Regions from separate parts of the Mus musculus genome. Here regions 2, 3, 4 and 5 are each linked to region 1. A link is a contact called in public promoter capture Hi-C data. All regions are on one chromosome and are shown on one strand. Each heading gives the region's core, a stretch centred on a gene start, on an enhancer-like site or on the middle of the called end of the contact. The rest is flanking DNA. Distances are from core to core; before and after follow the strand shown.

The links. Promoter capture Hi-C pulls out the DNA fragments that hold promoters and counts their contacts. Capture Hi-C pulls out chosen DNA fragments and counts their contacts.
Region 2: a contact with region 1 is called in a promoter capture Hi-C map of liver. The contact joins two enhancer-like sites. A contact is called at or near these places in 1 of 484 Hi-C or Micro-C datasets (liver) and 1 of 9 other capture datasets (liver).
Region 3: a promoter capture Hi-C map of liver shows a contact between it and region 1, with 2.7 times the contacts expected there. The contact joins the promoter of Ppm1l here to the enhancer-like site in region 1. A contact is called at or near these places in 1 of 39 promoter capture datasets (liver), 2 of 484 Hi-C or Micro-C datasets (the N1E-115 cell line and liver), 7 of 115 datasets of contacts at active chromatin or transcription factors (embryonic forebrain, embryonic hindbrain, embryonic stem cells and 3 more) and 2 of 9 other capture datasets (adipose tissue and pancreatic islet).
Region 4: a promoter capture Hi-C map of pancreatic islet shows a contact between it and region 1. The contact joins two enhancer-like sites. A contact is called at or near these places in 1 of 115 datasets of contacts at active chromatin or transcription factors (embryonic basal ganglia) and 3 of 9 other capture datasets (adipose tissue, liver and pancreatic islet).
Region 5: a contact with region 1 is called in a promoter capture Hi-C map of pancreatic islet. The contact joins two enhancer-like sites. A contact is called at or near these places in 1 of 484 Hi-C or Micro-C datasets (uterus) and 2 of 9 other capture datasets (adipose tissue and pancreatic islet).

What each region holds. Positions count from the first base shown.
Region 1 is chr3:69,542,594-69,545,293 of GRCm38.p6, reverse strand. All of the region lies in intron 2 of Ppm1l (protein phosphatase 1 (formerly 2C)-like), which reads right to left. Among named protein-coding and RNA genes, the nearest start is that of B3galnt1, 55 kb to the left of the region's middle. Within about 2 kb of position 1,308, at least 25 of the 459 cell types and tissues checked have an H3K27ac peak or open chromatin away from gene starts, as enhancers often do. A contact at or near this core is called in the N1E-115 cell line, forebrain, liver and 1 more, where this site is marked.
Region 2 is chr3:69,356,853-69,359,552 of GRCm38.p6, reverse strand. The region is part of intron 1 of Ppm1l (protein phosphatase 1 (formerly 2C)-like); the gene reads right to left. Among named protein-coding and RNA genes, the nearest start is that of Ppm1l, 41 kb to the right of the region's middle. Within about 2 kb of position 1,407, at least 14 of the 459 cell types and tissues checked have an H3K27ac peak or open chromatin away from gene starts, as enhancers often do. A contact at or near this core is called in liver, where this site is marked.
Region 3 is chr3:69,315,537-69,318,236 of GRCm38.p6, reverse strand. Ppm1l (protein phosphatase 1 (formerly 2C)-like) reads right to left here and starts at 1,319. Exons shown (of 4, transcript NM_178726.3): 1 at 272-1,319. The coding sequence starts at 670.
Region 4 is chr3:69,288,653-69,291,352 of GRCm38.p6, reverse strand. No RefSeq gene overlaps it. Among named protein-coding and RNA genes, the nearest start is that of Ppm1l, 27 kb to the left of the region's middle. Within about 2 kb of position 1,307, at least 109 of the 459 cell types and tissues checked have an H3K27ac peak or open chromatin away from gene starts, as enhancers often do. A contact at or near this core is called in pancreatic islet, where this site is marked.
Region 5 is chr3:69,380,180-69,382,879 of GRCm38.p6, reverse strand. All of the region lies in intron 1 of Ppm1l (protein phosphatase 1 (formerly 2C)-like), which reads right to left. Among named protein-coding and RNA genes, the nearest start is that of Ppm1l, 65 kb to the right of the region's middle. Within about 2 kb of position 1,374, at least 2 of the 459 cell types and tissues checked have an H3K27ac peak or open chromatin away from gene starts, as enhancers often do. A contact at or near this core is called in pancreatic islet, where this site is marked.

The sequences.
Region 1 (2,700 bases), core at 59-2,558:
TCAGTATCATAGATTCACAATGAGGACAGATTGAGCTAATGAGGACCAGAATTAATACAGTAACCATAGGGACAGAGGATGGCACATTGTGTAGGCCCATCAGGGAGGGAGTAAGAAGAGGGGGGTGGTTTAGAATAATGTCTCTATCTCCGGGCAGAAAACTGCTTCCTGGAACTCAGGGATGTTTACTGTGAGTTTCTGAGAAAGGCTTTTGCTCTCATGGACAGATGCAGAGCAGAAAAGAACCATTTCTTTGGCTCAGTATTGTCCGGTGAGTTTCACTGAACAGGGGCAGCTGGCTGGGGATGGAGGGGACAATCTCAGCATCTAAGAGTGGAAAGCTCATTGTCTTAGTCAGGGTGTCTATTCCTGCACAAACATCACGACCAAGAAGCAAGTTGGGGAGGAAAGGGTTCATTCAGCTTACACTTTCCACATTGCTCTTGATCACCAAAGGATGTCAGGACTGGAACTCAAGCAGGTCAGGAAGCGGGAGCTGATGCAGAGGCCATGGAGGGATGTTCTTTACTGGCTTGCTTTCCCTGGCTTGCTCAGCTTGCTTTCTTATAGAACCTAAGACTACCAGCCCAGGGATGGCACTACCCACAATGGGCCCTCTCCCCTTGATCACTAGTTGAGAAAAATGCCTTACAGCTGGATCTCATGGAGGCACTTTCCCAACTGAAGCTCCTTTCTCTGTGATAACTCCAGCCTGTGTCAAGTTGACACACAAAACCAGCCAGTACACTCATGGTCCCTGTCACTTCTGCCAGTGGCAGATCTCACATAATCGGGCTCCATCCCAACTGTCCAATATCATGGATACGGCTGAGCCTGTTTGCCCCAGCATGTTTTTGTTCTGTGTGACAATAAATTTCTTTTCTGTTGGAGTCCTTTGAGTCAGGTTTCACATCTACCTCAAGACACAGGGTTCAGTATCATACTGCCTACATTAGCAAGAGACTGTTAGGTTAGGCCAAATGGTGGTAGGCAGGTGGCAGAAACAGAGTTACAGGTGTGTGTGTGTGTGTGTGTGTGTGTGTGTATATGTGTATATGTATATATATATGCATTATGTATGTATGTATGTATCTATCGATAGATAGATATAGATATAGATATAGATATAGATATAGATATAGATATAGATATAGATATATATGTTGCTATATAGGAACATGTTTGGGGTCCTCTCTACAGAAAAACAACAAAACAAACATGCCCACTTCCTACACTGGGGCTGTATGGGTTTGGAGAAATAATCTATGTTGAACCAATGCGGAATGACCAGAAAGAAGCCAGGACACTGGGGCACAAACAATGCACTGTTTGGGCTTTGCAGTCTTAGCCCAATGTTACAAAACTGTTTATAGTATAATATTACTCAACAGCACAAACTACTCTGTTGCCAAGAATCTCCAGAAAAACACCTCCCAGGAGAAAATACTTGCAATCTCACTTTCTTTGGTATGCTGGAGAAAAATAACCTTGATATTTTGGTTAGTAGTTGTGAGATAAATTGATTCATTCCATTTTAATGATATTCATCAAACTACATTATTCCTTAATTTCGAACCTCGGTATGTTTTCACACTAATGATCTAATTTTCATGAGGTTCTATTAATTAATAGGGATGAGATCTTGGAAACTTAACATAATAAATAACCTCGTGTTACAGATTAAAAAAACAATCTGAACAAGGGTATACCTGTAATTTCTGCACTTTGGAGGTAAGGAGGGATGAGTGGAATTCAAGGATAATCAACAATCTAACAGTGAGTTTGGAAGTAACCTGGGCTACTGGAGGCCCTGTGTTAAAGACAATAACAACAACAAAAATATCAGCAAACATCTGGAAAAGTGAGTTTGCACAATCTGGACTCCAAAGTCTAGACTGAGTGAAGCCCTCTGACCTTTGCATCTGAGAAATGGCACTACAGACCACTCGGGTACTGGAGCGGAAGCCTAGACAACTGACTGGGCTTTTCTCTGTTCCTCTGTTGAGCCATCTAGTACATCAGTGAGTGCTCTGGCCTCTACAGCACATGCTGTTCTCTCCCTCTCACAGTGCTGACGCCAGTGCGGGCCACTGTCATTTCAGCCATCAGGTGCCATCAGGGCGCCATGTGAGAAGCAACAGCGGCAGATCCTGTGTGATCTGGCCCTGGTCCAATACTCTCTAATCACTGTCTCCCTTGTTCCGGCTCCTTTTGTTACTCACAGATGCCCAGCCTTTTGTCATTCGGGCTTTGTGCACACTGTTCCTTTTGCTGTTTGCCCTAACACATCTGCTCTTGTCTGAGCTCCAGAAGGAGGTTTTTAGAGAGCCCTTTTCTGATGTTTTATCTCCTCTGTATTTCTTTAATGCCTTCCAACACAGCATTATATAGATATCTTGCTTACATATTTAAAGCATTGAATATCAGTCTTGCGCTATAGAATATATATCCTTCCTAAGGATAGGGGATATTGCTTGTCTCCTTAATCTAATGCTGCCTAGACTATGGGAACTCAATAATTGCTCAATGAATGGATTAGAAGACTGAATAAATGCTCACCTAACATTAAACTTGCAACCTGGCAGTTCTTCTAACAGGCCTGTCCAGTTCAGTACCATGATGCACACGGTCTTCTAGACACTATCATTCAAGGAACCACTCTTAGGTTTTGTTGTTGCTGCTTTGTTTTTACCCAGTGCT
Region 2 (2,700 bases), core at 158-2,657, 190 kb after region 1:
GAGGTAGCTGAAGGAGGATCAGGAGCTCAAAGTTATTCTGGATATACTACATAATTTGAGGCTAGCCTGGCTACATAAGATCCTGTCTCAACAAAATGGGACAAATAGAATAAGTTACGGACAATCACCTTTCTTGGAATTACTTAAATACTGTTAATGACTTGCAGCCCTGGGTACACAGTAGCATTCCTAGAGATCTTTAAACCTCCAACTCCCAAGTCCTACCATCAAAGGGCACAACTGGCCCCAGCAGGGTCCCAGGCGATTCTCACAGGTAGCTAAAGCAGAAAATATTGCCTTTAGCAACATTAAAATATGTCAATCAAAAATAATATCTCTCAACCCTCTTTTGTAGCAAGAACTGTGAGGATTTGCATAAATCCAAGTGTAGGAAGGCAGGCCTTGTCCTCAAAGGTCCTCCATCCACAGGGAAAGGACATGGAACTCAACCTGAGTACAGCATGCTAAGAGTCAAAGCAATGAAGGGCACGTTGCTGGGCACCATCTAACAGGGCAGCGACAAGATGTGCCGGGGATGGCACCCCAAAGACAGTGATCAAATGGACAAGCAGGGAAAGGAACCTCAAAAGGATTAGAATGGGCGAAGGTTCAGAGCCCAGCAAGGTGTTCCTTCACGTAAGGCGAGGGTGAGCATGGATAGAGAGCGCTGTGGAAATGATCCAGGCTCTCAAGTGTTCAGAGACTGGTAATGGAAGCAGGACAAGAAGGCTGGGCATAAGGCATCAGTTGGTATGGCTTGCCCAAGCTAAAGCAGTTTTAAGGGGTCGGGGGAAGGTAGCTGGGGAGGTGAGCGCGCAGGGTTGGGGTGGGGGCCAGGCTGATGTCTGTTGCTTTCTTAGGTCCAGTCAACGAAATGCTCAATACTGACACAATCTCCAGATTTCCAAAGGATACTCAGAATCTAGTCCTTGAGTGAAATTACAGGTTTTTAAATCTGACCAGGGCTAATAAATGGGTCTGCGGGCCAGATTCTGCCCGTAAACTGCAGGCACAGGCTACACTCTTCCTAGAAAATTGATGCAAGGCTTTATAGGCAATCGAGGTGGTGTCCAATTTCAACATTAATACAGTTTAAAGTGCATTCCACTGCAGTGTTGCAGGCAGCAATCAGACAAGTCCAACGGTGCAGGGCTTTTCCATGTTAGCGAGGAGACCACCTTTCTGAAACTAACTCCCTAATGCTTCATTTGCCAAACTTAATACAGAACCTTCTTATTTCTAAAACTCGCAAACACTCAGACTGCAGGTGACGGTCACACGTATTAGCCTCCGACCTGATGGAAGTCAGAGCAAGTTCTAAATTCCACAAGCTTCTGGTTTACAAAGGTGGTAATCAAGATCCCAGATGCTCTGCCAAGCGGGGCCAGAGCAATCCTCTCTGCTGGGAGCATAGCCAAGAGTCCCACAGGACAATGGAGTGGAGGGTGACCCAGGTGTCACAAGAAAGTCACCCTGTACCCAAAGAAGGCTGTGCCTACTCGAGTCCCGTGTGTTTCCAACCACCACCCTACCTCCAGTCAATTTGCCAAATGTGAAGGAAGAGCACCAAGTTCTTTCCACATGACATACTGCCAGTTACTATTGGGGCCAACTGTAAATGTGAATTTTTTCACACTAACAGTTGAGTGTGTTTTTAAAGTCACCGGGGAAATAAACCTGGAGAGGTAAACAGAGCACTTGCAAGACACTCCAAATATCTCTAAAAACAAAAACAAAAACAAAAACCTCTAAAAACACGTCTGTCTTGAACTTGACAAAGGTCTATGTTGCAAACACAGCTATCTACACACAAAGCTGGGCGAGGAGATTATTTATGATACCTCATAGATTTGATTAAGGAAAAATAAGATCCAAAGTATAAAACAACAAATCTCATCTATTTATTAAAACCATCAAAATCTGCACCATGGGAGGTCCATCGTAGATAACTGGCTACAACTGATTCTCAAACCAAATAAGTAGACAGAAGGACTGTCAAAAAAAGAAAAAAGGAAAAAAAAAAAAAAGACAGCCATAGAGTTTGTTTAATAAAGAGCTAACTGCTTGGTTTTTTGTTTGTGGGTTTTTTTTCTGTCTTCAAGTTTTCTCAAAAAGAAAACATGCAATTACCGCGTCTGGTAAAATGCCTGCCTGTGGTCTCTGCTGTCATATCTAATTTTAGGTGTGGAAGTGGAATTTTCTCAGGCATTCTTACTTTGAAAGCTGCACTGTTGAACTTTGGAATATCAAAATCTCTGGAAGCTTGAAATTATCCAACAACGCTTATAATCTAGCAGACACAGTGGTCCTTTAGCAAGGAAGAGACTTTTAAAAACAACCTTCTAATATTTTTTAAAGATTAAATACTACCTAGGAAAAAATTTAAGACCAATAAAGGCAGTGGAGGGAAATGTATTTGAATATGAAAGTTCAAAGACTAGCATGGAAAACTGTTCTCCATCTCTGAGTTGTTACACACCATCAAAGTGCTAAATAAAAAGTAACCGTGGTAAAAATGACTTAGGAAGACTGTTCTCGGGCAGGAAACAGTCACCACAGAGCACGTGCATGTATCTGTCCATCTAAACGCTGACATTTCATTTCTCATTAGATCTTATTTAAATTTGCATGACAGATAACAGTCATTTTCTTTGTTTTTAGGGTTGACAAGGTCTCACTGTGTGGCCCAAGTTCCCCTCA
Region 3 (2,700 bases), core at 70-2,569, 230 kb after region 1:
TACTATTCATTCTTCCCAGAAAACTAGCAGTTATTAACTGGCTTCTGACCTTGGGAACTTTATATTAAAATGGCACGGAATATCCAGTGTCTCTCGTGTCTCTCAGCTAAAGTGAACGCTCTCATACCCAAGATCTCCTTGGCAGGGTCTTGGGAACTTGACTCACCTTGTCATCACCAGGTCATTACCACGCCCCTCTCACCCCGATCCGACCCCGCCAAGCACGAGACGCCCGGTTATTTACACACACATAGACCCAGAGAACTCCTACCTCGCCGCCGTGCCCATCAAAGATTCCGAAGATGGACGGGTGCGTCTTGTTGGCTAGATCGGTGAGAACTTCGAAGCGATCTTCCATGTGGTCTCTCCGGCCCTGGATGGAGTACACCGCCACATTATGGCTCTTGAATTCCCAGGTCTTGGAAAACTCGGCCTCCAGCACATCAAGTCCTCCAAGACGATCGTTCTGCATAATCTCGGCCACCTTGCCCTTCACCATCTTCACCGCGTCCCGGCTAGACTTAACGATGGTCTTCACTTCGTCCGTGTGGAAGAAGTAACTCCAGAGAGCCAAGCTGATGCACAGCAGGAAAAGCGTCTCGGGTCTCAGTAAGAAGTAGCGCATGATGCGACCCAGCAGAGACAGCAAAGTCATTGTATCCTCTATCATTTATTATCCCTAGAGCCCGGACCAGCAGCAGCGACGCGTGCCCCGCAACTCGCGGGGTCCGAGTACTGCGGGCACTGCCCGCGGGGACCAAGGCGGAGAGGCAGCCCGGGCCGACAGGGTGAACGAACCCACGGCCGCTCGGAACAGTCGTCCAGAACGATGGCAGTTTCCCTTTTGTCTGGGCAGCCCGAAGGCCCGTGCCTGCCGCCTGCGCCGCCTTCCCTCCCCGCGCTCTTTGTGAGACCGCAGCGACGGCGGCGGCGGCGGCCGCCGCGGGTGCCCCGGGTGGGCGACAGGAATCAAGTTAAAGTTGCGCCGAGCCGGTCCGCAACGGTGAAGAGGATTTCGGGGTGCCGATGCCCGCGCGGTCCCTTTAGGGGTCCCCCCTCGCGGTTCCCGGGAGCGATCGGCAGGTGAGGAAGCGCAGGGCGCAAGAGCCCGGCGGCGAGGGTTGCACGTTCCCTCGATCGCCGCTGCAGGCGAGCTTGGGGGACGAGACAGCGGAGCGTTGCGATTTCGTCACACATCCAGGGGGGGTCCCCGAAACAATAAAAGTTTTGCCGGTGCCTGGGCAAAGGCAGGGGGACACCGAGCTGGGAAACGCAGCACGATGGGTGCGGAGCCGCCGGCAGGCTCTGCCTGCCTCTCCCCAGCACCTCTCAGCTCGGCTCGGCTCGGCTCGGCTCGACTCCGCTCGGCTGCTCCCGGCTCCGCTCGCGCTCGCCCCTCCCCTCCCCGCACACGCTCGCCCCGCCCCGCCCCGCCCCGGGAGTGGCGCTTCCAGATGCGTAACACTGTCACCCGGCTGGGGGCCCGAAGGAGCTCGCCGGGGCGGACGCACGTGGGCAGCAGGCGGGTCGGGGGAGAGCCGCGGGGGGTGAGCGGCAAATCCAGCCGCCCAGCTCTAGCCGATTGTCGATTCTGCCTTGGAGGCCGGCTCCCAGGGACAATGTGATAGTGACGTGAGGTCACTGAACGTCGGTTTCTTGGGCGGCACGGCTGCTCGCTGGGGAGCCGGGAGCTGTACCTGAGCCCTCCCCCCCTCCGGCACGCTACACAATGGTACGGTCCACGCCAGACTTTTCGTAGGGCTAGCGAGATGGGACACATTTCTCCTGTCTCAAAAATCGAAAGTGAGTGATTACTTTGGCCACCCGAGGCAGCTGCCACAGAGACCCGCCGGGATCTCCCAAGAGGCAGGACTTGGACTCGGACCGCAAGAGCTATGTCTCTCTGAAGGCAGAACCGGGGATCTCAGAACCGGAGGCTTGACGTGTAATGGCAAACGCCGGAGGACCAGGAAGGGCCGGCCTCTGAAGACTGGGACTGTGCTGGTGGCCACTCATCCATAAGGAACATGCTTGGAGTGTCCCTCAGCGAGCTACTCTGCCTATGGTTCAAGTTAGAAATCCTCTGGAGCCTTGAAAGTGACAACCACCTTCAGTCCTTGCCGAAGATGAGGGCAGGAGTTTGAGTAGGCAAAGGTGGACCTCAGCAGGATAACTTGAAGTTGGGGCAAGGACTGGTCGCCTAGAATATGAAGCAAGTAATCTTTAAAAGGAACTTCTCTTTCTCTCTACCTCTGTCCACGAAGGACGGTGCTGACCCACCGGACTGACGGTCAGGCATCCTGATAGTCTCCCAGCCAGTGTTCCCCCAAACACTTCTGCCTTCTTTTGATCCCAGTTCCGTCTTAAGATATAAAATATAATTACTGCAATAAAATATAACAAAATGTTCACAGTTGGCAACTAAAGTAACTTTAAACAATTTACATTTTGTCCAGATTTTTGTCTATTCTCCGTAACTGCTAAAGTTTCTACAAAAACCTGGACTTCCCTAACAACAACAACAGAAGAAACATGCTTAAGTATTTAAATAATATGACCCCAACAATATAAACATAAGTAGGAATGATGGGAAAGGAATATAAGCAACTGTTAAGAGTATATTTTTGAAAACTAGGATATGTCTTTAATTATGATTATGGCCATAGTTTTCGATATTGTCCACCTGATCGAGAAAATATG
Region 4 (2,700 bases), core at 58-2,557, 250 kb after region 1:
CTAGTTTGAAGGACCTGCAAACTGTTCACCTTACTTAACACAAATGATAACAATCACATTGACTGTTCTGATGATCAGAAAATGGTGGTTTAAGCAACTTACATTCTGACAGGTACCTATTGTTTCCGGTATTTAAACTTCACTCTTCAACAACAGATTTAGAGAATGTTTAGGCATTTGCCAATAGCCATCACAGATTTATCTTCTACTTAAAATGATGGCACATGGGAGCCAGCCAGTGGCGTTTGTAATATCACTTTCAGTACCAGACCACTCATGTTCAGATGGACACCATGTGCTCATATGCTGTTGTAAGGTCAGGTACCCAGCAGGAAAACAGACATAATGAGTACCGAGGGGTCAAAAGTGTGTGTGGGGGGGGGGGGACTTTGGATGGTAGCCCATGAGACCTTTGCTGAGCTATCCCTCACCAGCAGGCCTTTAGACCTGTCTTTCTTTCTGACTGAGCTGTGTCCATGGAGAACCAGGGAGCTCTTTACTGAGCAATTTATCCCCCTTTCATTTTTAGAAGAAATCAAAATAACAGACACGGCTGCCTAGTACATCAGTAAGCCACTTGTGGAACTCATTGATAAACATTAAAGCGGAAGATATGTTTCTGCCTTCTCTGGCCTGAAGCCCCTTTGCTGTGGTCAGCACACATGAGAGGCATGACACATCCCCCAGACTCTGGCTGCCTGAGCAAGCTTCTCTAAGCAGCAGGCATTGAAGACATCTGATGGCATCCGTGCTGGGGAGGAGGAGCTGGCCCCGGCAGATGCAGAGAGACGGCTCCTTCAGTGACTCTGACACTGTTCAATGGCACAGTTGGCAGAGGGCCCACACTGCAATCCATCTCCAAGTTTGCGCTGAGGTCAGGCCAGCTACTCACGGCCATTAGCCAAGTTCTTCGGGGATACTAAGTACCAAGACAGGCCCAGTCCCAGAGACATAGGCTGCCAGCACATGACTCTGGCTGGGGGACTTTCTGACAGGGGTCCTTAGATGCTGGGTGATCGGGGTGGAGGGGGGTTGTGACTCTTCTTCCTTCCCACCTTCCCCATTCTGAGTTAGGCTGGGTGGCAGTTTGACAGTTCTGCCAGTCTGTCTGTCTGTCTGCCTTCCAGGTTTCTCTCATGCAGGTGTTTCCTCTTAATAAAAATCCTCCACATTGAGCAGCTGACGTTATGAGACCCAGAATAAGACACCAAGTTAAAAACCACTGATTCGCCGATTGCTTGGCACTGCCCCAGAAATAGAAAGTCTGAAACCGTTGTGTGTGATCTTCGGAAAAGTCCCCAGCCAGGCGGCTGCTTTTCGATGACGATGTGCCAGCGATGACGTGCCAGCGACTCTTTACAACCAGCCTCAAATAAGCTCCGCCACATTAGCCTCTCAGCCGTGATGCAGCTAACCAGTAATTGCTCTCTGCAGCATGCACACAACGTCTTTTCTAAATAGAGCAATTGGTTTCTTCTTTACTTCCACCCTTTCCAGTGAGGACTGGAAGAGACTTGTTTTTCTGTTGCATTTTTACTTAATTGAAGGATTTGCTTATTTTTATTTTTTCCAGTGTAATTTTTTTTAATTTATTTTTTACACTCCATATTTTATTCCCCTCCCCTGCTCCTGATCCACCCTCTAACTGTTCCATATCCCATACCTCCTCCCCACCCCCTGTCTCCATGATGATGTCCCCAACCCCATCCCACCTGACCTCTAAACTCCCTGGTGCCTCCAGTCTCTTGTGGGTTAGGTACATCATCTCTGAATGAACACAGACTAGGAAGTACTCTACTGTATGTGTGTTGGGGGCCTCATATCAGCTGGTGTATGCTGCCTGGTTCGTGTTCTAGTATCTGAGAGATCTCTGGGGGTCCAGGTTAATAGAGACTGCTGGTCCTCCTACAGGATCGCCGCCCTCCTCAGCTTCTTTCAGCCTTCCCTAATTCAACAATAGGGGTCAGTTGCTTCTGTCCATTGGTTGGATGCAAATATCTGCATCTGACTCTTTCAGCTGCTTGTTGGGTCTTTTGGAGGACAGTCATGATAGATCCCTTTTTGTGAGTGCTCCATAGCCTCAGTAATAGTGTCAGGCCTTGGGACCTCCCCTTGAGCTGGATCCCACTTTGGGTCTGTCCCTGGACCTTCTTTTCCTCAGGCTCCTCTCTATTTCCATCCCTGTAATTCTTTCAGACAGGAACAATTATGGGTCAGAGATGTGACCGTAGGATGGCAACCCCATCTCTCACTTGATGCCCTGCCTTCCTGCTGGAGGTGGGCTCTGTAATTTCCCTCTCCCTACTGTCTGGCATTTCCTCTAAGGTCCCTTCCTTTGAGTCCTGAGAGTCTCTCACCTCCCAGGTCTCTGGTGCATTCTGGAGGGTTCCCCCAACCTATTTCTGGAGGTTTCCTGTTTCCATCCTTTCTGCTGGCCCTCAGGGCTTCAGTTCTTTCCCAATACCAGATCAGGTTCTTTTCTACCCCCTACTCCCCTCCCATCTGCTTTCCCTCCCATGTCCCTCCCTCCCTTCCCACTGTGATTGCTTTATATTCTCTCCCAAGTGGGACTGAGGTATCCTTACTTGGGCACTTCAGCTTGTTGACCTTTTTGAGTTCTGTGGACTGTATCTTGGGTATTCTGTACATTTTTTTTGGCTAATATTCCCTTATTAGTGAGTACGTACTATGCACGTGCTT
Region 5 (2,700 bases), core at 125-2,624, 160 kb after region 1:
GGGAGAGGAGGGGGAGCCAAAGATCTGCAGTTAGTAGACCTGCTTCCCTCGTCAGAATCAGAAATTACTTTTTAATCCTGCCGCTACTGATGAGAAACTTGGGTTCTCCAGAGCAACATATGGAACTCATTTAAGCAAGAGCACTCCAATATATCCTCCAGTAAACCCACTTGGGCAGGTGCTGTCCAAGGCTGAAGTAGGTAGTATGTAGCTGAGTTCTGTGCCCAGTACCTAACAACACTCCCGGTACAAAACAGAAATTCAGAAAGTGTTGATTTATAATCTATGCTAAAGTGGGCAATTAGAAACCTGCTTCATATGGTTCTTAAATAATCAAGTCTACTGCTGCTACAGTTGTACCCATGCTTACAAGTGGGGAATTCAATGGCTATTTTTAAACTATTTAAAATAGTCTTAGAATTTCATGAGAAAAATGAAATATTTAGTTATGTCAGGCGGGGGGAAGGACAGAGAGAAGGAAGACAGGGAGGGAGGGAGAGAGAAGTGGAAGGCTTAGAACTCCATTTTAATGTCTAATGTACCCCCACCACAGCACATGCAATTGTAGCATAAAGCAGAATTTGTCCTACCATTTCATGTGGAAATCCATAACATTCACCGTCAGTAGAAATTCCTTAGAATCTCATTTTTAGAGCAACAAAGTACAACTGTGACTTTGACTCATTCGTCTTCTATGTGAACCCAAGCTTCTCTAATCCATTTCAAAACCTGCAAATTGGTCTGTGGATGTCGCTTAGTTTGGAGAGAATTTGCCCCTTGAACCACATAAGAAGGGTTTTGTGGCATAGGCCTATAATCCCAGCACTTAGGACGTAGAGGGGCCTGGAAGTTCAAGGTCATTTTAAACCACACAGATGGTTGGGGTCAGCCTAAGATAAATTAGGACCTGTCTTTAAAAAAATAAAAATAAAAATAAAAGGTTTAAACATCCCAAACTATTCAGGGTGGGAAGAGAAGAACACAAAACCATGGCCTTTACAAACGCCTACAAATGGCTCCCTTCACAGGGTTATGCTCCCTCAAAGTTTAAGCTTCTGCCAGGATTTTTTTTTTTTTCTAAATTAGCTTAGGTAATATCTTTCTTGGTAATAATACTAAGGGATTAAATGAGCTGACAAACATAAATGTAAGATCCATGTGGCTTTCAGAAACAGCAGATAAAATGATGTTAATTAAAGCCACTAAGAACATTGATGGCAATGCCAGAAAATACTTAGGTGTTTTTGTTTGTTTGTTTTTTGTTTTTAAGTCAGAATAAAAGCCAAAATACATACCTAAAGCAAGTGTGCTCACAAGGCCAAGATTCACTGTGCCCCGAATTGAGGATTTCTTGTTTGCTCAATGGCCAGAAGGACTGTTTTTATGACAGGCCAACCCGATGTGTTTTCCAGGATTAGAGGCGGCTGCCAGATTCTACCTATGTAGGCTAAGTTGCAGTGTGTGTGTGTGTGTGTGTGTGTGTGTGTGTGTGTGTGTGTGTGTGTGTGACGGAAGCTGATGGACTGGGAAAGGCCAGGAAGGGCATGCCAATGGGACCAAAGCTCTCTGCAATGAACTGGGAAATGTCTGTATGTTCTTCCTTTATTCCCCATCCCTTGATCAACTAAAGCAGCTTCTCCATTAATAACTCTGCCTCCCAAACCCTTCCCAATGCTCAACCGCATCTCTGCCAGGTGACAAGGCAAACTGACAGGCTACAACTGAAATCCTACTCCAGTCTGTCCCTGCCCACCTGCGGGAGGAGAAAGGACCGGAGAGTCAAGAATAAAAGAGAAAGCCCTGGAAGGGGGCAGGGCTGGGACAGCAGTTGTTTAAGAAAAGAAGGGGATGAGAAGAGGTGAACTCTCTATGTTGGTTCCTCTGACACGAGGGGAAGCCTCTTCTCCTGTGGGATGGCTCCGTTGTCTGGAGAGCATCTATGACATCCACAGGAATTTAGGAATTTCCACACAGAAAAGTGGAGGCGGTGTATGCCACTTACACACACACACACACACACACACACACACACACACACACTCACACACACACACACACTCACACACACTCCATTCATTTCGGGTATCACACAATCATTGATCATTTAGGGGTGCAAGACAGAAAGGTAAAACCTTAGGGACTCCAGGATGACTACAGTGGTGTTTTGATAAGTAAAAACAGGAAGGGGAAGGCAGTTCAGATCAAAGAAGCTCAAACCAGGGGCTGAAACAGAACCCAGGGCCTTCCACTGCCTCTCCTTGAATCTGTGAATGGCATGCCTCGTGCTCCCAGTGTGACCTCTATGCTCTGGTGTGTTACTGCTTCTTCCTCATCACGATTATCCTTGCCTACATTAAAAATGACAACCGTGGGGCTGGTGAGATGGCTCAGTGGTTAAGAGCACTGACTGCTCTTCCGAAGGTCTTGAGTTCAATTCCCAGCAACCACATGGTGGCTCACAACCATCCATAATGAGATCCGACGCCCTCTTCTGGTGTGTCTGAAGACAGCTACTTACATATAATAATAAATAAATTTTTTAAAAAAAGGACAACTGTGCTGGGGGCGGAGAGATCCAGAATCAGCTAGAAATCAGGAGCTCGCTTTGCCGTGTTTACTTATGCACCTGTGTCCGGATCTTTGACTGCTCCTTGGCTGTGTCTGTTGATTTCAAGTGACCTACTACAACCAAAGGTCTTT